Regions from separate parts of the Sus scrofa genome. Here region 2 is linked to region 1. The links are chromatin contacts, called in public promoter capture Hi-C maps. All regions are on one chromosome and are shown on one strand. Each heading gives the region's core, a stretch centred on a gene start, on an enhancer-like site or on the middle of the called end of the contact. The rest is flanking DNA. Distances are from core to core; before and after follow the strand shown. Region 1 holds the start of PQLC1 (PQ-loop repeat-containing protein 1). Region 2 holds the start of RBFA (putative ribosome-binding factor A, mitochondrial).

The links. Promoter capture Hi-C pulls out the DNA fragments that hold promoters and counts their contacts.
Region 2: a promoter capture Hi-C map of fetal liver shows a contact between it and region 1, with 2.6 times the contacts expected there. The contact joins the promoter of RBFA here to the promoter of PQLC1 in region 1. A contact is called at or near these places in 2 of 5 promoter capture datasets (fetal liver and liver), 2 of 47 Hi-C or Micro-C datasets (embryonic fibroblasts and liver) and 1 of 2 datasets of contacts at active chromatin or transcription factors (alveolar macrophages).

The regions. Positions count from the first base shown.
Region 1 is chr6:127,950,466-127,957,976 of Sscrofa11.1, reverse strand. PQLC1 (PQ-loop repeat-containing protein 1) reads left to right here and starts at 5,709. Exons shown (of 5, transcript XM_005660578.3): 1 at 5,709-5,818; 2 at 6,226-6,564. The coding sequence starts at 6,362.
Region 2 is chr6:128,025,800-128,033,047 of Sscrofa11.1, reverse strand. It overlaps RBFA (putative ribosome-binding factor A, mitochondrial), which reads right to left and starts at 2,651. Exons shown (of 7, transcript XM_001924525.4): 1 at 2,170-2,651. The coding sequence starts at 2,636. It overlaps LOC100157017, which reads right to left. Exons shown (of 7, transcript XM_001924715.6): 7 at 5,089-5,617. The coding sequence ends at 5,461.

The DNA.
Region 1 (7,511 bases), core at 4,460-6,959:
GTGTTGCTGTGAGCTGTGGTGTAGGTCACTGACTCGTCTTGGATCCCGTGTTGCTGTGCCTGTGGCGTAGGCCGGCGGTTTCAGCTCCGATCAGACCCCTAGTCCGGGAACCTCCATATGCCTCAGCTGTAGCCCTAAAAAAGACAAAAATAAAATAAAATAGATAAACAAAAAGGACCTGCCGTAGAGCACAGAGAACTATACTCAATATCTTGTAATAACCTATAATGGAAAAGAATCTAATAAAAGAATGTACATTTATATATATATGTATATCTGAATCATACAATTTTGCTGTATACCTGAAATTAACACAACATTGTAAATCAACTGTATTTCAACAAAAGTAAAAAAAAAAAAAGTTACTCTATAACCTCAGTTTCACCTCTAGGTATGTTTCCAAGGAAATAACAGGATATGTCCACACAAAAACGTGTACACAAATGTTGACAGCAGCATTATTAACAATAGCCAAATGGTGGAAACAACCCAAATGTCCATCAACAGATGGATGGATGAACAAAATGTGGTCCCTCCTCACAATGGAATATTATTATTCAGGCGGAGGAAGGGATGAAGCCTTGATGTGTGACACTACGTGGAGGAACTTTGGGGACAGAATGCTCAGTGAGAGAGGCTAGGCACATGAGGCATATGGTTGGACTCTGCTCATATGATGTGTCCAGATTAGCAAATCCAGAAGTTCCTGAGAGGCTGAGTGGGTTAAGGATCCGCCATTGCCGCAGCTGTTGTACAAGTTGCAACTGTGACGTGGGTCCGAGAACTTCCACATGCTGATGGTGTGGCCAAACACCAAAAAACCAACACAGGTTGGCAAATCCATAGAGACAAGAAGTAGAGGAAGGGGAAGGGGAGATTCTGTGCTATAATTAAGGGATTTCTCCTTTTAAATTTTATTGGAGTACAGTTGACTTAACAATGTTGTGTTGGAGTTCCCGTCGTTGCGCAGTGGTTAACGAATCCGACTAAGAACCATGAGGTTGAGGGTTCGATCCCTGCCCTTGCTCAGTGGGTTAGCGATCCGGCGTTGCCGTGAGCTGTGGTGTAGGTTGCAGACGCGGCTCGGATCCCGCGTTGCTGTGGCTCTGGCGTAGGCCGGTGGCTAGAGCTCCGATTGGACCCCTAGCCTGGGAACCTCTATATGCCGCGGGAGCGGCCCAAGAAATAGCAAAAAAAGACAAAATAAATAAATAAATTAAAAAAATAAAAAAATAAAAAAAACAATGTTGTGTTAGCTTCAGGTGTATGGCAGAGTGAGTCAGTTATACATTTACATATACCCATTCTATTTCAGATTTTTTTTACTTTTTTTTTTTTTTTTTTGGTCTTTTTAGGGCTGTACCTGAGGCATGTGGAGGTTCCCAGGCTAGAGGTCGAATCAGAGCTACAGTTGCTGGCCTACATCACAGCCATGGCAACGTGGGATCTGAGCCGTGTCTGCGACCTACACCACAGCTCATGGAAACACCGGATTCTTAACCCACTGAACAAGGCCAGAGATCAAACCCTTGTCTTCATAGATACCAGTCAGGTTCCTTAACTGCTGAGCCATGACGGGAACTCCTTTTTCAGATTCTTTTTCCCATATGGGCCATCACAGAGTATAGGATAGATTTCCCTGTAGGCCCTGTAGGCTATGCAGTAGGCCCTCGTTACTTATTGATTTTGTATATAGTAGTGTGTATATGTTAATCCCAACCTCCCGATTTAGCCCTCCCCCAATCCTTTCCCCTTTGGTAACCATAAATTTGCTTTTGAAATCTTTGAGTCTGTTTCTGTTTAAGGACTTTTTTCTTGGGGAACAAAAATATCCTAAGACCAGATTGTGGTGACTGTCGCACAAACCTGTGAATATATTAAAAATCATTCAATTGTGCACTTTAGATGGGTGGATTGTATCTCATATATATGTGAGTTGCTTGTCAATATAACCATTAAAATAATAACTTTTTATTGAAGTCAGTTGGTTTACAATATTGTGTTAGTTTCAGGTATATAGCAAAATGCTTCTGTTAAATATACATTCAGATTCTTTTACATTATGGGTTATTATAAGATACTGAATACTATTAGAGGAAGAGAGAGGAATAGAGGGGAGGTGATTTGTGGGGAGGTGAGAGGAATGGAAGAGAATGAAGGAGAGAGGAGGGGTAAGGGGTTTGTGTGTCTCTGTAGGTGGGGGGGTCTTTGTGTTCCCTCCCCAGCCCAGGCAGAAGGTGTGGCCAAGCAAACAGCAGGAAAGCCTGCCTGGCAAGAGGGGCAATGGGACCAAGAGGGCCTGGCTGAAGCCTGGGCATGTTCGTGGAGAAGGTTCCAGCCTCTGGAAGTGTTTGCTGGGCACTGGGCCCCACCTCCCTCAGGCATGGTGCAGTCGGTTCTGGAACTTTTGCCCTCCCAGCTCTGCCCAGCTGCCTGAGGAGTTATGTCCACCAGCTGCTCCACAGGGTGCAGGCGTCCAAGTTGGACAGAGCAAAGCCAGGGTCTGGAGCGTCCTGGGACCTTGGGCTCCGGGTATTAAAAGGCAGCCTGGGTCCTGGTGCAGTTTCCTTCTCGGCTCCCACATACCCCACACACCCTCCACATGAGCCATGCCTTCCTCATTTTTAATTACAGACAATGTTTAACAGGCAGGGAGCTTGGGGTGGGCCCACACCCACGGGACCTGGAATTAGAAATGCAGAAGGAGGCCCTGGCCTGTCTCCACCTGTACTGCTTCCCTCTTCTCCAGAAGGGTTTCTGGGAGGCCGCCCACCAGCCTGAGGTTATCTTTCAGTTCAAGATTCAACAGTCTGACCAGGATGATTAGCATCTGATGTACATAGCAGGCTGCTTCAGAATTGGATTCCCCTGTGAAAACAAAGGCCCAGGCCCCATTCCAGAGTGTGGCAGGAGGGCTAGGTGGATGAGGGGTCTCCCAGGTGGAACTGATGGAGATGGTGCAGGACTACCCTGGGGGGTGGGGGGCAAGCCTTGGGGCCTCCCAGCAGTCTGAAGCCTAGTCCCCTCCTCAGAAGTGCGAGAATAAGTATGGTACAGCAACTCTTCCAAAAATCGAACACAGATTTACCATATGAATCAATTCCACTTCTGGGTATAAACCACAAAGAAGTGAAAACGGTTACTTGAACAAATATTTGTACACCATGTTTATAGCAGTGTTATTCCCAATAGCCAAAAGGAGGAAGCAACCCAAGGGTCTGTAGATGGACAAATGAATGGATAAATTAAATGTTATATATGTAGTTATATATGAAGTTGTTATTTATTATTTGTTTTTTAATTCATTTGGGCCCCACCTGTGGCATATGGAAGTTTCCAGGTCAGGGCTGAATTGGAGCTGCAGCTGCTGGCCTACACCACAGCCACAGCAAGTGGGATCTGCGTTTGGGACCTACACCACAGCTCCCAGCAATGCTAGATCCTTAACTTACTGAGTGAGGCCAGGGATGGAGCCTACGTCCTTATGGATACTAGTTGGGTTTGTTACTGCTGTGCCACAACAGGAATTCCCTGAAGATATTTAAAAATGTTTGGACACTCTGCTGTTCTGTCACTGACGTCTTCCACACTTTCTGGAAAGTTAAGTTCCCAGAAAAAAGTGGCAAAGCAATCAATCAATTCCCAACAAGGCAGTGAGTGTTGCAAGTGCTAGGCACTTCCTGCAAACCAGGCTCAGACCTGTGGCAGCTCCTGGCTGGTGACTCACAAAATTTAGTCACACCAGTCCTCGTGAAGGGAAAAGGGGGTAGGAGGGAAGAAGCTCCAACTAACCATTTCCTCTCAAGGGGGCCTGAAGCAGGTGGCTCCTGGCTCTGGGCTCCCTCAGCTCAACTTTGCTCAGGTGGCCTTCCCACCTGTTTGGTTGTTTGGAGTTTCTGCTTTCTCCTGATTGTATTGCAGGTGGAGTTTGCATTTCTGCTTATGGTTCTCTTCACTGGTTTGGGGAGGGGTGCTCTGCCTGGGCTGCCCTGGGGCCCTGGCAGCTCCTTCTCACCAGGGAAGAACATGCAGCCTCATAACCAGGAGGAGCAGGAAAACTCTCAGGGTGTGCAGCTTTCCTTTCCTGTTTGTTTTGTTTTGGCTGCCTCTGTGGCATGTGGAAGTTCTCAAGCCAGGGATCAAACCCTTGCTGCAGTTGCAACCTACAGTTTATATATGTTGGCAATGCTGGATCCTTACTCGCAGTGCCACAAGGGAACTTCCCCTTTCTTGCTTAAAAAAAATTTTTTTTTTCTCCTCTTTGTTGTCCTTTCATCTTACTTTTGTGATTTTGCCATTTCAGTTCTACAAAGGCGACAATGTGCTTGTGGGAGGTCTCAGCAATCCATTGGCTACATGGACACTCCTGCCCAAAGGCCGAGCAGGGGTCCCCCCAGACATGAAGCTCTGGAAGGCAGAGAGGCAGGGGTTGGAAAGGTGGTCATATCCTTGATCTTCAAAGGATATGTTTCAGCACCTGACCTGAGTCCAACAGAGTCCAGAGAAGACCCAGAAGGTTAGATGGCCTGTTCCAAGGCCTGCAGAGATGGGGCATGCAGTGGGTTCAGGGCTGAAGCACAGTTCTGTGGTCTCTGCAGGTGTTCTGCACATTAAGCACCATTGCTTATGAAACAGGTGTGGAGATGCTATGCTTTCATTTAATGCAGTCTTATCGAAAGGCGCCATTTTTGTCTACCGTCTGCCCCATGTTGGGCTGAGTGGCAACCCGGCTGGGTGTGCAGTGGTTCCACTACTAGGGAACAACATAGGTGTCGATTTGGAAAGTTAGAAATGGCTGATGTGGGTTGTTAGGGGTCATCAGTGTGGGGGTATGTGTATGGTGGAGTGTTGTTAGGTTAGTGTTGCTGATCTTGCGGATTTTTCATGATTGGAGTGTGTGTGTTGGGGGAAGTAATGCTCCTTTGTAATGAACATCCCTGTTCCAGGGGTCGAGCCCAGTTACCTTCTCACTGATGTTATAGTCCAAGGCCTGAAGGCAGGGGTCTGGGTCAGTTCCATTTAGCCAGGAACTGGGCCACCTCCTAGTGGAGCTCACTGCTCTACCTTATTTGCACCTAGCCAGCAGGTGAGGTTGAGCAAAGAGGGTGGGGAGGAGACCCAGGGAGCCAGGCACTTTCACTCATGGCATTGGCAGGGGGCTCAGCACCAAGGCAAGGGGTGGGACTGGAGGCCAGCAGTGAGTCCATCCTAAGGGCTTCAGGCTGCGGGGTGGGCTTTTGTTTCTCCAGAGGAATCGCCCTCCTGGCCCTACTAGCCTAGCCTAAACACCCTCCGCAAACTTGTCAACTCTGCTCCTCTTATCCTCAGGGTCAGGATGGGACCCAAGGACCTGGTCAGAGGAAGAATGATGGAAGGACCACCGGGGCGCTCAGACCCGCCCTGTTTCCCAAGAATGGAGCGTCCCCAGGCCTCGCGCTGACCCCGAGGGCGGTCCGTCGTTCTCCTGGGCTGGGTGCAGCGTCTACACAGCTATTAGCCACGGGACAGGTGGCCCCGGGTCCACGTGGGCACCTGGCCCAGAAGTATCGACCCTGACAGGAAAGTATTTCCTAACCCCAGCCACGTGGGCCAGCGGAGCAACACCCACTGGGCGGGTGTAGTGCCCCCGCCAAGACCTCAGGCCCCAACCTCATCCTGCCCTACGGGCATTCCCACCGGCGCGCTCTAGGACCCAGGGGCGCCTGTCCGGCCGCCCGGCGTGGGCGGAGCCACGTATTATGACGTCACGTCGAGGAGCGGTCTGGCACTCTGACTGACAGACAGACGGAGGACTGACCGCCTGGAGCGGACCGTTCGGGTGAGGCTTGGCGGGGTGCGCCGAGCGCGTGGACGCGGGCGCCGCGCTGGGTTCGTCCTGCGTGGGGGGCGGACGGCCCCCGGACTGAACCTCCACTTCGGGCCGGACTCCCGGGCAGTGTGCGCCCCCTTGCCCCTTTCCCCCATCCTCCATCCCTAGGCTGCGCTACCCGCTCTCTCAGAACCGAGCCCCAACGCTGGGCGGTGCGCCCCGCGCCTCTGTTTTCCCAGCGTAGGCGGGTGTGCGCGCCGAGGGCTCCCGGAGTCACGCGTGTCCGAGGAGGGGGTCGTGCTTCAGAGGTGCGCCCAGGGCGCTTCCTGGGCCTCGGGGCCATCCTTGCCGAGTGCGGCCCTCACCCGGCCTTGAGGCCCTTTCCGAGTCCTTTACCCGGTTTCTTCTTTTGCCAGGCTCCCACGGTGCAGGATTGCCCGGGATGGCGGCGGCGTGTGGGGGTGACAGGGCGCATGCCAGGAGCCCGTGAGCGCTGAGGGACTTGGGCCAGGTGGACGGCAGCCTGCCCGCAGGGCCACACAGGCGTTCGAGATGGAAGCAGAAGGCTTGGATTGGCTTTTGGTCCCGCTGCAGCAGCTGGTTTCCTGGGGGGCCGCCGCGGCCATGGTCTTCGGCGGGGTGGTCCCTTACATTCCGCAGTATAGGGACATCCGGAGGACTCAGAATGCGGAGGGATTCTCTACCTACGTGTGTCTGGTGCTCTTGGTGGCCAATATTTTACGGATACTCTTCTGGTAAGTTGGGGGCTTTCTTACTGTGGTAGTGCGCCCAGAGAGGTGACTTTCTCCTCGGAGTGAGGCGAGGGAGGTGGGATTGTCTGTACTTCCTAAGAAGGAGCTGGTGAAATGGACGGAGAAAAATGGTGGATTGGAGCGGAGCATCTGAAACAATCTCAGATCTGTGTCTTCATTTTCTGTGGCTCAGGCATTCATCAGATTCTCCCCCAGGGCCTTCTCTGTGGGGCTTCCCCCTAGGCCTGGACCCCTGCCTTGGGGAGGTGCTGGGCGGGGATGGGGGTGGGGGAGAGAAAACGAAGTGACAGTAAGGGAAGGTGATCAGCATAGGAAGGACTAACCTGTCCCCTCCAGGCTGCCTTGGAGGGCGTCACTACCAGCCTCCCCTGTTGGGTATGTAGGTTTTTTGTTTGGCTGCCCCAGGGCATGTAGAGCTCCCAGGCCAGGTATCAGATCCAAATGGTGGCCTCGAACTAAGCCACAGATGTGACGACGCTGGTTCCTTAACCCACTGTACAGGGCGAGGATTGAACCCATGTCCCAGTGCTCCCAAGATGCTGCGGGTCCCATTGCACCACAGTGGGAGCTCCTGTTTGTTTGTTTTTTAAATAGTAAGTCAATTTTTCTGGGTAATACTTAAGAGACTATTTTTTCCTGCTCCTCCCAGTTCTACTTCCTCTTATCATCTGCATTCTGGTAAGGAACTCAAAGTTAATTTTAACAGCTGTTGAAGCCAGACATGATTGAGAGGGTGTGTTTTCAGAGGTCTTGTAGCCTCGTTCTAAGGCCAAAGAAGTTTTCAACTTTCCTTCTTGCCAAATGGTTCCAGGTCCCTCTATCAGCACAGACAGTGAGGGCTGCCTGGGTAAGAGGAGGGACAAGGGCTAGGGCAGCTAGTGTCCAGAGTGCTGCTTCTGGCTCTTCCTTTTGACCTTTTGGTCACTATT
Region 2 (7,248 bases), core at 1,402-3,901, 78 kb before region 1:
GCTTGGATCCTATGTTGTTATGGCTGTGGTGCAGGCCAGAAGCTGAAGCTCCGATTTGACCCCTGGCCTGTGAGCTTCCATATGCCGAGCGTGCAGCCTAAGGAAGCCAAAAAAAAAAAAAAAAAAAAAAAAAAAAAAAAAAAAAGATTGAACACTAATAAATAGAAAGCAGATGGGAGACCAACCAGGCTCCTCATTGTTGCAGACAAGCAAAGGAAAGAAGCAAAAATGATCTGTGTGCCAATGGATTAGAAGTGGAGATCAGTATGAACTTGTTTCTCTTATTACAGCTACAGGTGATAATGACATGCAGAAACATTTATAGATAAGCACATATATACACGGGTTAACATAAGCACATATTTTTTTCACTCTGTCAGCTGAAAAGGCCTAAAAGAGAGATATGTCAGTAGCAATGAACATACTAAGCTCTCAGGTCAAGGTTTCTTTCTTTTCTTTTCTTTTTTTTCTCTCTTTTTAGGGCTGCACCCATGGCATATGGACGGTCCCAGGCTAGGGACCCAATCGGACCTGTAGCAGTCAGCCTACACCGGGGCCACAGCAATGTGGGATCCAAGCCACGTCTGTGACTTACACCACAGTTCATGGCAATGCCAGATCTTTAACCCACTGAGCGAGGCCGGGGATAGAACCTACGTCCTCATGGATGCCAGTCAGGTTCCTTAACCGCTGAGCCACGACAGGAACTCTAGGTCACACGGTTCTGACGTCACTCTTCAATAAAAGGAATCAGAGCTCCTAGGGGAAATGGTTGGTTCTAGGGCTGAAGCATCCTATAGTGCCAGAAAGTAAGAAAGTGATAAAGAAATTATTTACTTTCAAAATCCCAAAGGAATATATAAGGTATCTGAAAGAGCTCCCAAGGGTCAAAGCCAAAACAATTGGAGCAAAATTAAGTAGTACTGGGTTATATATAACCCCTAAGTTCATACTGATGAGTTAACTAGTAAAGGGAGAAGAGCCACATCTCCTGTGCAGAACTGCTGCTAATTCATGAGCATGACTCCTACTCCTCTAGCGGGGACTGCACATGTGACTTTCCGTCCAAGCCAGTATGGAATGGTGGGAGGCTGACATTACAGTAGATAAGCCTGACACACACAAATGACCTCAGTCAGTGATCAAGACTATTGTCAACAGTGATAAACCATGTCGACAGTATGTATGTGTTGACATGTTATGATGAAAACGGCACTTTTCATCTGTGGTCTTACTCCCTAAAATCAGTAATTCCAGTAAAATCATGAGAAAAAGATAACGCAAATCCCAACAAAGGGGCATCCTACAAAATATCTAACCAGTACTCCTCAAACTGGTCATCAAAAACAGGAACAGTTTGGAAGTTCCTATTGTGCCTCAGCAGTAAGTAACCCAATAGTATCCAAGAGGACACAGGTTCGATCCCTGGTCTCGCTCAGTGGGTTAAGGATCCAGCATTGCCATGAGGTCCCAAACACAGCTCAGATCTTGCGTTGCTGTGCTGCATGCAAGCCAGCAGCTGTAGCTCTGATTTGACCCCTAGCCTAGGAACTTCCATTTGCTGCAAGTGTGGCCCTAAGAAGCAAAAAAAAATAAAAAGCAAAAAACAAACCAAAAAAAAAAAAAAAAAAAACCCAATTCGAGGATGCTCAACAAGCAGAATATGCACATAACCTCCGCACACCCTCCCCTGCAGATTAAATCTCTCTAGGTTACTTATGATACCTAATACAATGTAAACGCTATGTAAATAGTTGCCAGTGCAGGCAAATTTAGATTTTGCTTTTCAGCACTTGCTGTAATTTTTTCAACCCAAGGTTGGGTGAATCTTGAATGTGGAAGCTCGGAGCCTGGGAGGACTGTAAAAGTGTATATCACGTTGCTTCATAAGTTCATGGTTTACTGCTAGCCTTTAGGAGACTCACCACTTTATCAAAACAACTGCGTAGAAAACAGAAAGCTGAGTGGGAAAAACTGCAAACGTTAGGGCTGGAATAACTGATGATCTTTCAACAGCCATTAACCTATCAAGCAAAGGCTGAGCTTACGGATCCGGCTGGGACTCAAGCTAACGCCCAAGCAGTAGACCCCGTGCCGTACCCCCGCCCATTGCAGGGCACCCCCACCCCCATCCCGGGGCCACCGTCCCGCCCACTCAGGGAGCATTACTTGGTTTTCGAAGCAAATTTCTTAAGCAGGTTCTTGCCATAGGACACTGGCGAGGTGTGCAGGCCTTGGGCGCCGCCCAGGAGCCTAGCGTGTGGGACCCCCAGCCCCCTGAGCGTCGCCCACATGTCCTCAGCCCGACTGCCGACCCTGGAACGTGGGCGGGACAACGTGCAGCGGACAGACGTGTAGCGGGGGCGACGTTGACGGAGCGACGTGTGCGCGGCGACAGTCGCGTGAGTGACGTGAGGAGGGGCGACATGGAGGGGGGAGGGGGAGGGGGCAGGGGTGACATGGGCCGGGGAGGCACAAGCGGACCTGGGACGCTGTGGGAATACGAACAAGCGGAACCACACGAGATGGCTTGGGGCGTTGTAGGGCGAAGCAACGTGCGTGCGGGGAGACACAGGCGGGACTGTAGGCGGGACGAGAAGACGAGGCGGGGTCTGGAGAGCAGGTAGGCTGGACATGGAGCGGCGGGGCGGAGCCACGTGCGGGGAGGGCCGGGACTAAGCGTGGATGGTGGGCCGCTGGGCGCGGAGAAGGTGGAGCAGTAGGCGGGGCCGTGTGGGTGGGGCGGGCCCAACGGGACGCCTGTGGGCGGGGTCAGATGGCACATGGGGTAGTGTAGTAGAGCCGGTGACCAGGAGGAGCGGGATCTGATGATGTGAGCGTGGGGTGGGCGGGCCACGTCCCCGCGGTTCTTTCTTAGGCGAGGGGCTCATCGTAAGGTGGCAGAGGGCAAGATGAGGGGGGGGGGGAACTCGGTTTTTGGGAAGCACACATGCCGCCCAGTGCGGAGACTGCTGAGTGGGGAATACACTTTTTGTAAATACACAAAGCTAACAGAGAAGGGTGCATTTCAACTCTCTGGCCACAACATGTTGGAGCAGCGAGATGCGAGGTCGTCACTGGGTAGTTTAGATGAAATGCGGCCCTTCTAGAGCAGAACCCCTACTCCCTGCACAACTGGGAAGGACTGAAGTTTCTTCCTCTTTATACTGCCAATTCTTTTTTTTAAATAATTTTTATTTTCCCCACCATAGCTGATTTACGGTGTTCTGTCAATTTTCTACTATACAGCAAGGCGACCCAGTCACACATACATACATACATTCTTTTTGTCACATCATCATGTTCCATCATAAGTGACTAGATGTACTTACTTCCCAGTGCTATACAGCAGGATCTCATTGCTTATGCATTCCAAAGGCAATAGTTTGCATCAATTAACCCCAAATTCCCAGTCCATCCCAATCCCTCCCCCTCCCTCTTGGCAACCACAAGTCTGTTCTCCATGTCCATGAGTTTCTGTGGAAAGGTTCATTTGTGCAGTATATTAGATTCCAGATATAAATGATACCATATGATATTTGTCTTTCTTTTTTTTTTTTTTTTGTCTTTTCTAGGGGTGCACCGCAGCATATGGAGGGTCCCAGGCTAGGGGTCTAATCAGAGCTGTAGAGGCCGGCCTACACCACAGCCACAGCAATGTGAGATCTGAACTGCGTCTGTGACCTACACCACAGCTCACAGCAATGCCGGATCCTTAATCCACTGAGCAAGGCCAGGGATTGAACCCGCAACCTCATGGTTCCTAGTCGGGTTCATTAACCACTGTGCCACGACAGGAACTCCTGTCTTTCTCTTTCTGACTTACTTCACTTAGTATGAGAGTTTCCAGTTCCATCCATGTTGCTGCAAGTGGCATTTTGTTTTTTATGGCTGAGTATTAGTCCATTGTGTATATAAACTGCATCTTCTATCCATTCATCTGTGGATGGACATTTAGGTTGTCTCCATGTCTTGGCTATTGTGATCAGTGCTGCAGTGTACAGGTGCATGTCTTTTTCAAGGAATGTTTTGTCCAGATATGTGCCCAAGAGTGGATTTGCTACCAATTCTTTTGCTCATGTTGTGCAATATCTACTCACCAGTCTACCTGGAGAAAGATAAGAGCTTCCAAACCACTCCAGAAAGGAGGTACATTCACCTCAGACCCTCTTGATCATTCCTGATAATTCCATACCAGGCACTCTTTCCCTGCTTGTTTCACCATGCTTGCCACTGCCTCACAGAACTACCTCTTCCTCTTCTTTACTAATAAGGAAACCCCTTGAGGCAAGGGCTTTCTTTCCTACAGCAGCCTAGGTGAGACAGACTAGAATGGAGAACTGGAGCCCCCTTGCTGTAGTGCCTGCATTTGGACAAACATCTCCAGCAACAAAATACAAAGAAACTATAGAATAAAAGTAATTGCATGCAGGCCCAGTTGGGACATATTATGAAAAAAAAAACAGAAAGACCAAAATCTCAACTGCCACTTCTGAAGGACTGGGAGTAAAAGCAGAATCCTGGGCATGCATCCTGCACACAGCACCACCAAGAACAGACCACCCAAGGCCAACTACCCAAGCCACTCCTCCAGCCTGACCCCTGGACTCCCACCTACCCTCACCCCATATAAGAGACCAGCTCACCCAACCCCCTCCCCTCAGGGAGCTAGCAAGTGTTAGCACAAATCCCAATAAAGCTGTGCCTGAATTTCTCATCTAGCCTTTTATCAATTTCCATTGATTAAGGAGGCCAAGAACCCTGATTAGTAACGCTAGCACTTAGAACAGGACTTGGCACATAGAAAGTGCTCAGTAATTCTTTTTTTAAAAAAAGACAAATGAGGAAGTTCCCACTGTGACTCAGTGGTAATGAGCCTGATTTGTATCCATGAGCATGTGGGTTCAATCCCTGCACTCAGTGGGTTAAGGATCCAACATTGCCATGAGCTGTGGTGTAGGCTGCAGAGGTGGCTCGGATCCTGAGTTGTTGTGTATCTCCAATTAGACCCCCTAGCCTGGGAACTTCCATATGCTGCAGGTGTGCCCCTAAAAAGATAAAAATAAAAACAAATGAATAGTGATAGAGTATCAGAGGGACTATGTAATCCAATAAACAATCAAAATTTATCAGGATTGAAAGCAACATAGCTCACCAAGCAATCCACAGACCTAGTGCAGGTTTTTGGAAATTAGGCAAGTAATCCTCTCTGCTGTTTCATTATAAATGATAACAGAACTTCCTCATACAGCTTCCTTGAAGATGAAGTGAGAATGGAAGGAATGAATTTAGCAAACTGTCAACAAGTGGTAACTATTATTACTATTCTTTAAGTTTTCCATGTAAGTAGTATTAATCCAATCTATATAATGAACTGCAACATAAAGTGCACAAAATACTTATTTTCCCGCCATTAAATCTGTCATGTTATCATCCCACTGAATTTCCAACCCACAGAAATCATTTAAGTAGCACTTCATTAGGAATAGGAAGGCCACTGAGAGAAGCCAGGATGCTTTCAACCAAATTTTCCATCATCTGTCGTCTTGCTTGATGGGTTGCACTTCCAATGTGAGGTGTCAGAGTGACGTTCTTCAACTCTAACAAAGGATGATCTCTGAAAAACAGATTCATTGAGGTAAACTATCCTGAGTCATTTCATCTCCTTAACTTCACATTCTGGTTTCACTCTCCACCCTGAGATGGGGAAGACTCTACCTAACTCCCAGATATGACCACTGCTTTTCTAACCCTGGTACAGGTGACCCATATTTCTGGATGTAAAACACACATCCTAACTGGCCACTAGTACACAATGGCACAACATGCAAGGTGGATTAAATGACACTGACCCACACACAAGAAAGGACCTTGGGGAGACAGATACTGATCTAGGCAGCGTGGGACAAGCTGAATGTGCCTTTAATGGGAGTGGCATTCAGAAGGAAGAGATTTATTAACTAGAATTAGCAGGTTAGAGGGAGCTCTCTTCTGGGAAGAAGGCAAAGGTTGGGAGTTAGCCTGGAAAGATAATGAGATTTTAGTGAAGTGGGTCAGGGAGGCTCAAACATAATAATGGATAATACTAGAACCCAGTATTAGGAAAGTGCTGTCACCTGGCCCAGTAGGGCCTCCTGACCATTTTAATACAGAGGACAAAGTGGCCATGTGACAAGGATCCCCCATCCTAGCTACTGAGGCTCAGGAGGCACACCTTTGGGAATCTTATAGATCCCCCCAAAGCTATAGAAGTTCTCTGGGGGCATCTGTAATTTATATCAATGCGCTACAACTGCCCTTACCTCCAGAACTGATTGAAGTAAGTAATCCTATGGTACAGTTAAGTTAGTAGGATGGGAATTATCCTGAAAAACACTCATGCTTTCCATAAGAACGTGGGCCCTACTGCTTAATAGCACATAATAGAAAACAGTCTCAGTACAAGGATGTGAACTGAGACAAAGTGACTGGCTTTGTCCCAACTGACTTAGAATCCAGAAAGAACTGAATCATGGCCAACTGTACCAGTACCTGCCCATTACAAGATCCAGTGTAGAGGGAAGAGACACTTCTGTGGGGAAGGCATGACAAATACCTCTGTAATTCTTATTGATTTTTTATGTAGTGAAACTGCATTATACCATGACCATATTGCAATATGGTGTAACACTGGCATTGTTGGTACGATTTAAGTACCTCATGTCAAGTCATATGATAGTACTCATGTTGATCAATGGGAAATGATTGGCCTAAGGAAAAACCGGATTTAGCTAAATCTCAGCTAATTTATATACTAAATAGTGCTATACCAGCTCCTCATAAGGTACAAATTGTGGTAGATCAGGGGCTGGGGGGAACAAGTCACCAAACTAGTACAGACATACAATGGGTTACTTGTTTCTTTAAATAGAGCCCTGCCCCACTCTCCCCTCCAAATGTTAGGCATAGTCATACTGACACTAGTGCTGTATCTGTCATATAAATACTGTATAATAAATGTCGATGCTCCAATAAATACGATCATTTTGCTATTGGACAGCCTAGGCCAAGGGCCAGGGGGTAGCCCTGTGTAGTGAAGAATTAATTCAACAGACAGGAGTTCTTGAACTTTGCACATTTCATAGATAGGACTCACCTCTGGGAGATAAGCTGTGAACCCATGAGAGGTACTGCCTAATCAGAGTGTCTTCTTACACTTGGGGCCTTGAGCAAAGCCAGATAGTTTATGCTGGTGATGTCATTTGTGTG